Linked DNA regions of Hordeum vulgare: region 2 is linked to region 1. Evidence: chromatin contacts called from public Hi-C data. All regions are on one chromosome and are shown on one strand. Each heading gives the region's core, a stretch centred on a gene start, on an enhancer-like site or on the middle of the called end of the contact. The rest is flanking DNA. Distances are from core to core; before and after follow the strand shown.

What was found. Hi-C and Micro-C count contacts between places; a contact is called where the count stands out from the background.
Region 2: a contact with region 1 is called in a Hi-C map of seedling, with 3 times the contacts expected there. The contact joins the promoter of LOC123425609 here to the promoter of LOC123425603 in region 1. A contact is called at or near these places in 5 of 6 Hi-C or Micro-C datasets (leaf, seedling and an unstated tissue) and 1 of 1 datasets of contacts at active chromatin or transcription factors (embryo).

The regions. Positions count from the first base shown.
Region 1 is chr2H:148,075,697-148,079,977 of MorexV3_pseudomolecules_assembly, forward strand. It overlaps LOC123425603 (protein FREE1-like), which reads right to left and starts at 1,520. Exons shown (of 10, transcript XM_045109293.1): 1 at 721-1,520; 2 at 450-536; 3 at 212-343. The coding sequence starts at 1,422.
Region 2 is chr2H:148,402,300-148,406,578 of MorexV3_pseudomolecules_assembly, forward strand. It overlaps LOC123425609 (40S ribosomal protein S13-1-like), which reads right to left and starts at 1,919. Exons shown (of 1, transcript XM_045109303.1): 1 at 1,130-1,919. The coding sequence starts at 1,833. The coding sequence ends at 1,378.

The DNA of each region.
Region 1 (4,281 bases), core at 270-2,769:
GCAAACCATAGCATGGATAGATAACTAGAGTAAACCATTTGTACTGATAGTTATTACAGATGTAGTTGAAATATGAAACAGCAACACTGCCAAAGAAACGGAACTAAAATATACTGACATTAGAGCATTGAGAAGAAGGATTTCCACTGTTTTCAATATAGTTAGGTGGCTACTCACGGATAGTGAGAAGAGAATGGTGGTGGTGTAATACCTGGACTGTTGCTGCTGTCACAGTGTCAAGCAAAGTATTGGAAGTATAGCTGTTTGACTTCAGCCTTATTCTCTTTGCTTCAAAATCTACTGAAGTCTTTGCCCAAATCGCAAATACAGTTGAATCCAAAACCTAAATAAGCGGAGTGTCAACCATTAGAATACCCTCACTGCTGTGTATCATATCACTGATGAGAAAATATAACCATAATCTTCTGCAAAAATGCTGTCCAACACACCTCCCATTTAGTCAGTGTATCAAGGGGATAAATCCTTAGGGTCCTGCTTGTGCTGGGATCAAGCATGCGGATTCCATCCAGACCAACCTGCAATAGCATATAATAATTAATAAGTACAGATTTCATGTATCATAACAGTCCTTGTGATCAATATGGAAGTTGGAACAAGTAACATATATGTTGCAAAACCACAGCACGATATCATAATTTCGGAGTGAAACAATACACCTAACATGTGTAAACTGATAGCTTATCGTTACTGAAGTTGTACCTGGCAAAGCACATCGGTGGGGCTTCCGGCACCCTCTGGCAGCAGCTTAACCCGAAACTTCTGCGCACCACCACTAGCATCCTCATGGGTTTCTGCTTTTGGAACAGCCCTCGCAATCTTCCCAAAGCTCCCACCCACACTGCCGCCCTCGCCGCCGTGTGGCTGCTCCACCCCTCCGGACGAGAGTCCAATCGACCGGCCGTAGTCATCAAACATCGCGGCTCCTGACCGGGTCGGCGCCGTGCCGCGCGCGCCGTACGGCTCGGGGCCTGCGTCGCCGGTATAGGCATACGCGCCCTCGTTCAGGTAATCGTCGTCGCCATACCGAGCGGCAGGCTGCTGGTAGCCTCCACCGTAGTACGGGGCGTCATAGGGAAGCGGCGCTGGGCTGGGTTCCGCTGCGGGAGCCGGCTGGGTGGGCTGCGAGTAGCTGTAGTACGGCGCCGGCGTGGGCTCCGGGGGGTAGGGCGTGGGGTTGTAGGGCGGGTACCCGGCGTACTGGGGCGGCTGCGTGTAGGACGGGGCAGATGGCGGCTGCTCGGGGTAGCCGCCGACGGAGTAGGGCGGCGCGGAGGCGTAGCCCCCCGGGATCGGGGGGTCGGCGGCGATGGGGTGAGGGGTCGGCCCCGGCGACGTGTACTGGTGAGGGTAGTAGTGGCCCGCGGGGGCGGGGGAGGCGTAGTCGCCGCTCCCGTGCTGCATCGCCGGCGAGGTGGAACGCAAGAGGCGACGGCGATTTCCTCTCGCTTTTTTTTCCCGAACTCTGATCCGATTCGATGCTTCGCGATTGCGTTTGTTTGCAGGGGAAGAAAGGGTAAAGAAGGTGGGGATTCGTTTCGGAGGTTGACGCGTTAGTGCTGGAGCGTGTCCGCGCGCGGCGGCCGTTGGATCTCGTCGGCGGGTGGAAGTGGACGGTCACGATGGTTGCTGTGGTGGTATTGGGTTCGCCTTTCGCGGGAGTTGTTTTGTCTGCCGCTCTGACTACGCGCCCGACACGGCGGGTTGCTGGTGTGTGGATCGAATTGGGCCGTGCATGTCCGTCAGCTTAAAGGCCCACATGATCCGGATTGGATTTGAAAATTAATGCCTTTTAAACTGAAAATTAATGATTTAATTAGTGAGGGTGGTTTTGCCCAAAAAGAAAAGTAGTGGAGCAGTTCATTGTGGTTCCCTAACAATTCTCTCTTTAATTTACTTTTTTTGCTAAATATAAAGAGCGTCAATTGTTCAAAAAATGGCTTTTCTAATGCTCAACCAGTTGTGCTCCAACAAAGTAACTACAATTGCACATCCGTTAAGAGCATCTCCAGTCACGCCTCGGACGTGTTTTTTTCGTTGACGCCGAAAAATCCTCCCAGTCACGCCCTCAGGATGTCGATTTTCACCGGTTGGGTTCATTTTTAGGCCCGTCGATCCCAGGCCGAACCTAGTGCGCTTGGGGGCTCCAGCGGAATGGAAAACGGCATGTGGGTAGGCACTGTCAGGTGAAAAACGTTTTCCCACCTCCAAATTCTCCCCCCACCCCACACGTGAAACACACCTTTCCCCACTATGTCGATCCTGGCGTCGCCCACGTGCCTACCGCCGCTAGAAAGGCCATCTCCCCGCCGAGAAAGGGAGGGTTCGCCGCGACTTCGCCCTCGGTTTTTGGGCGAGCTTTTCCGTCGCTCCAGACACGCAAACGGTTGCGTGTCTGCCACACCCGCCTGGTGTTCGGTGTTTTGTCTTGGCGATGGACTGCGATGACGAGGAAGCGTTCGCGGCGCTGCTGAAGGAGGAAGCTGTAATGCCCCAGATGTAATCCTTGCCATTTTGGGATCCTTTCCTATTTTGGAACCTTGTTCTCAATGCCATAAGAGTTATCATTCCATGTGGATGTTATATTTTGCCTCCTTCTTGCATCATGGCATCCATTGTGTTGTTGTTGCTTGATCTATCATGAGTGCTATGTGATTATGAGTGCTAGGTGTTTGTGTTGATGTTATGGGGTTTTTCAAAATATGGTGTTTTCAATCAAGGTTTCAAAACCCTTTCTCCTTTAATAAATGAACCTATGAAATAACTTTGAGTAAACCTGTTTTAAAAATGTTAGTTAATTATAGGATATTGTTTGTGATTGAGGGGTAGCCCTCATGGTTAAAATCTTACTTTGGAGAGGTGGCATTTATTTTAAAACAGCATATTAAAACCCCGTTATGATTATAATTTAGTTGTCTAAAAATTCAGGTTTGCATTTTATTTAAATAGGGCATAATTCCCTCATGCCCCAGGTGTTGTTAATTTTATTTTTCAAAACCCTGTTTGCTCTAGGTATTTTGATTTTCGGTGATGTTTATTTTTTCAAAAGAAAACCCTTTTTCTTTTCTGATTTTGGTCGGCTACAGAGGAGCCAGGTGGGCCGGCTGATCTCCTCCTCCACTTGGGCCTCGCCCCCTTTCTTTCCTTCCTTCGCCAGTGCTTGGCCCAGCTTCCTTTCCTTCTTCCTCCTCGTCAGCATCGTTTCTTTTCTGCTTTCCGTCAGCAGAGGGACGCGCGCGAGAGAGAGAGGGATCGTCCACGTCGACGTCGTGAGGTTCACGGACGTCGAGGGGCCCCTACTTAACCTCTTCAGCCGAGCCGTCCTCTTCCTAGGGTTCCTCTTTCCCCCTCCTTCGTCGCCGCCACTTTCCCCTTCCACTGTTCTTCTCTGTAGATAGTTCACAGAGAGAGGTGAGATTCAGAGAGAGGGAGCAGGAGGTGCTCCACCCTCGTCACCGTCGTCCTCGTCAACGTCGTCTCCTCCCACTCGGGCAAGAGTGTCCGCGACGCCCCGGAGATGTCGGCGTTCCATTCCCGTCACTGGTGAGGCCGGAGCGCGTCCACAGCGACGGCCTCGACCTCGTCTCCATCGAGCACCCGGAGCACCCAAGCCCCTGCAGCAGCGCCTTGTTTCTTCTTCCTCCTCCTCGAGCAGCCGCTTCGTCGCCGTCTTCGCGCCACAGTGTGAGCCTGCGTCTCCTTCCCTTCCCATGTATCCCGCGCGTAGCCGCCGTCCGCGTAGATCACCGGAGTTTAGCCAGAGTAGACTCCCTGTGTCGGCGTCTTGTGTGTGTGTGCGGTAGATCAGAGGGGCTGCTCAAGAGAGTACCACCCCCTCTCCGGTCAGAACCGATCACCTAGCAAAGTGGAAACGAACCGTGGCATATCCATCAGGTCGGGGGTTTGATTCCTCCCCGGCGCCCTTTTTCCTTTTTGCTCTGTTTTGCTAGTAGCAGGGCAGCGCCAGAGAGCTTATCATGTTTAAGCCTGTAACGACCAAGATGCGGTCCTTTCCGATCTGGGGGTCGAGGCCCCGAATAGGAAAGAAGCGCATTTAAGCGTTTCGCAAGCAAGTAACATAGCACAAATAATAATACAAGTAGACAATTCGGGATTCAACTGTCTTCTTATTAATAACTCAGAGTACAACACAGATACAAACAAGGTAGTTCCGCAACGGACTACAAAACATGGAAAATGCTATGCTACCCTGCTTGCAGGCCCACGATCACGACCACGCCTCAGTCCTCTGGATAGTTCACG
Region 2 (4,279 bases), core at 669-3,168, 330 kb after region 1:
TTAGATTATAACCTCCAAGGCCTAAGATTATCAGCATAGAAAGAATAATAGCTACAGCTGCAAAGCTCATTCTAAAAGTACAGAACCACCATTTGGAAGCAATCTGACAATTTAAACTTTCATTGGAAAATTTATAGTATGCTCTCATTAACCGATTATTCCTCGATCATTACGAGCAAAAGGGGGACTACATGTCATAGGAAATGCAACAGGCCAGGTCAGTGATTCCAGGCCAATAGTTCAAGGAACAAAGAAACGCACGTAAAATCTCCAAATACTGGCAAAAGTGCAAATTAATGACCATAGGTTACCCTCCAACCCTATTTTCAGTTCAAAAGAATGAACTGGTTATCTAAAAATGATGCAATTTTGGGAAATTAGTTCATTTGATTAAGGTATTTATATATTGCAGGTTACGTTCCTACACAGGAAGCATCACAACCAAGAACGATTTGGTATAGATCCCTACATGCTATGAACAACTGATTTACACCTGATCTAATATATGAAATGTATTAGAACAGGACATCTTTTTCAGTCCAATAGTCAAGGAACAAAGAAACGCAAGTAAAATCTCCAGGCCAATAGTCCAAAGAGCAAAGAAATGTAAGTAAAACCTCAGACCAAATATTAATAATGGTGCGAAATATTGGCCTAAGGTTACCCTCCAACCCTCTTCAGTTCAAAAGAAGGGACTGGTTTTCCAAAGGTGGCATGATTTTGGCAAAGTTCATTTAAAAATATTTACCAGATTTACGTCATTACTTCATACTCCCTCTGTTCCTAAATACTCCCTCCGTCCCAAAATTCTTGTCTTAGACTTGTTAGATATAAATGTATCTAGTCACATTTTACTATTTAGATACATCAATTTCTAGACAAACCTAAGACAAGAATTTTGGGACGGGGGAGTATATGTCTTTTTAGAGATTTCACTAGAAGACTACATACAGAGCAAAATGAGTGAATCTACACTCTAGAGTATGTCTATATACATCCGTATGTAGTCCCCTAAAGAAACCTCTAAAAAAGACTTAAATTTAGGAACCAAGGGAGTAGTTCCTACACAGGAAGCACCACAACCAAGAACCAATAGCTGGTATGGATCCTAAATGCTATGAACAACTGATTTACCACTCGGCTAACATTAAAAGACCTCTTACCAAAGCAACACATTGTAAATAGTCTCAACTTCCAAGGATCAAAATCTAATCCACTCCCACTGAACTCTCGAAATACTCCTATCCAGGCACACGAGAGGTAATCGATAGGTTTAAAAGCTTACATTGCCAAAAGCATTGCTTACTACAGTACTTAACACAAAACCGAAGTCCAAAACTGCAGAGAATTACGTCGAAGAACCGAAGCTTAACCGAATCAGGCGACGAGGGTGCTCGCGGTGGTGGACTCGTACTTCCAGGCGGCGGGCATCTTCTTGGTGAGGCGGTAGTAGCGGGTGAGGCGGTGGACCCTGCTCTCGACGAGGATGAGGCGGAACTTGGCGTCGACGTCCGACCTGTTCCTCTCCAGGTGCTTCCTGATCGCAACGGCCTTCTTGATGAGGAAGTAGAGGTCCTCGGGCATCTCCGGCGCGAGCCCGCGCGCCTTGAGCAGGCGCACGATCTTGGCGCCGGTGACGGCCTTGGACAGCGGGATGCCGTGGCCGTCGCGGAGCAGGGCGCCGATCTGAGACGGCAGCTGGCCCTTCTTGGCGGCGCGCACGATCATCTCCTCCACGTCCGGCGCGGCTGTCTTGACCCAGGCCGGGGCCTCCCGCTTGTAGGGGATCACCGAGGACGACATCCCCTTCCCGTTGCTGTGCATGCGTCCCATGGCGGCGAGGAGGGAGGTGGGGGGAGAAGCGGCTGTGGCGGCGGAGAGGGAAACCTAGCAAAAATGGGGCGGTGCCCTTCGCTGCCAAGCCAGTCAGTTATATCTGCTCGCGTTGCAAACTGGGCTTAGCCCATAATGTTTTGGACGCGAATACCGCGCGATCGCGACCCAATATCCTCTCGCTGATCGCCCATCGAGCGCGAGGGCCAATCTTATTCGGCGCGCAAGTCGCTGTTTTAGGCTGCGTTTGGGACGTTGTTTTTTTCTACCCTTATACGAGTAACATTTTACACTTGCATTATACTCCTCCCGTTCCTAAATATAAGTCTTTTAAGCGATTTCACTAAAAGTCTACATACAAAGCAAAATGATTGAATCTATACTCTAAAGTATGTCTATATACATCCGTATGTAGTCCATTAGTGAAATCTCTACAAAAACTTATATTTAGGAACGGAGGGAGTACTAGCCTACAACCAAAATACATGTCAGGATTGTATTTCCATTCCGCTTCCCCAGCCTTCGTTTGAATTGTTGTTTTTTCCCGCCCTTGTAACCTGGCTGCCATAGCCTAAACTTTCAAAAGCACAAACTTTCAACAATAGCAGAATTTCAGCAACACTGAGTGCATTTTTAACAACATAAATTTTCAAATACGCACATACAGACTTAAAAACAGTACAGACTGCACTTTCACACATATTCCACACGTATAAAATGAGATAATTTTTTTATTTATATAACAGCACCACGACATAAAAAAATATATTTTTGCATTCATCTATTTGAACATAGTTCCGATAACTCATAGTGCTCAAAATCAACAGTTTAAATTACAAATTTATTGAGGCATAGTTGTCTCGTCTCGTCCGCTGCTACATAACCAAAGTTCGGATTCGTAATTGTTCAATCATTGTGCATTTAGACATAAAATATTTTAAAAAGATTAATCGTCGGCAATTGTTCAAGCAGTGAAGCAACATCTGGATAAGTAACAAGAGCAAGCTTGTCATGATCACCATACACTGCAAGCCAAACATTTGAATAAAATTATTAGTGGGGATCAATATCAAACATAGTGCTGAGAATTAGTGGGGATCAATACCAAACATACTAAGCATACATATATACTAGCAGCAGCAAAAGAAATAAAATGCACACTAACCAAACCATAGTATTGTTCAAAGCTGTCTGGTGATAAATATATACCATAAAAGAAATAAAATGCACACTTCCCGCAAATATAGAATGTGCAGATACAACATTCTCTCTGAGAAGTTTTGTTCCCAGCTCCAACACCTCTCTGTTTGCCTCCCTTGTTTGTAAAATAGATCATCCCACGATCCAGTAACAAATTAGTTTGACAAGGGTCATGGAATTATTTTATATTTTGTGCTAAAAATTAGGCTAGACATTTCCACGACGTCCAGAAAATAGCAGAGACCCCAACCAAACCAATTTCTTATCATTTTTAGGGAAACTTTTGATCTAGTTCCAAAAACATGATACACGTATATGCAACGTTTTCCAGATATGTGTATGCAGGTGATGGTCACTGATCAGTAGCGTAAAACATATGCTCAGCTTGATAAGGGCGTGTCCTGGCATGAATGATAATATGTGCGGGAATCACTGTGTCTGTGGCACCAGCTAGATAGGTCGGCACCCTCACATGCACGCAGCATACATGAATTACACACCACCTAATGCCATGCCCCTCAAGGACCACACCACGCATTTCGATAGGTGATAGCTAGTTAGTGAGGACAGTTAGGTTGGATAATCTTCTTTCATACATATAGCCATAAGGAGGCCGCAAAGGAAGCATGACTGAAGAGTGAAGAAGAACATGTTTCATCTCTAGCTTACGTATTTTAGTGATAAAATAAATGCAGTCTGTGGCTGGCTGAAGAAACTTGACTGCCCCCATAGCCTGAAAGATTGTACTACCAGTGTCCTATGCTCAAGTGTGCCTCTTGATGGGGGTTGATCAGATTGCTGTTTGAACACCTATATTTCCTAACGGGACACCACATAATATGGAATAAAGCTGATTTGGTGTCACATTAATTAACAACTCTGTTTGTCTAGCCTCAAGTTTCAAGCTAATTGTGTGTGCATATGTAGTGTAGATGAAGAGTAATGAGAATAGTGTTTCATTTCAAGTGACTTAACTGGAAAACTTGTATAACAATGTTTTCCCAGAATGTTAAGAGTAGAAAGGTTCCCATTTCTGCCTTTGTCATTCTTCAAGCACACGTTTCACGGTTGTGTCCACCCCATGACGAAAGAGATATGCATATTACCTAAACAACCTAAATAGCAGAACCAGCATGTGCTTGCATTGCAGAACAGAAGTAGACCCAAGGACTGGGTCCTTGGGTACTTAGGTTCCAATGGGAGAACAAAACATACTAAAATAGTCAAAGATTAGCATCCCCAAGTG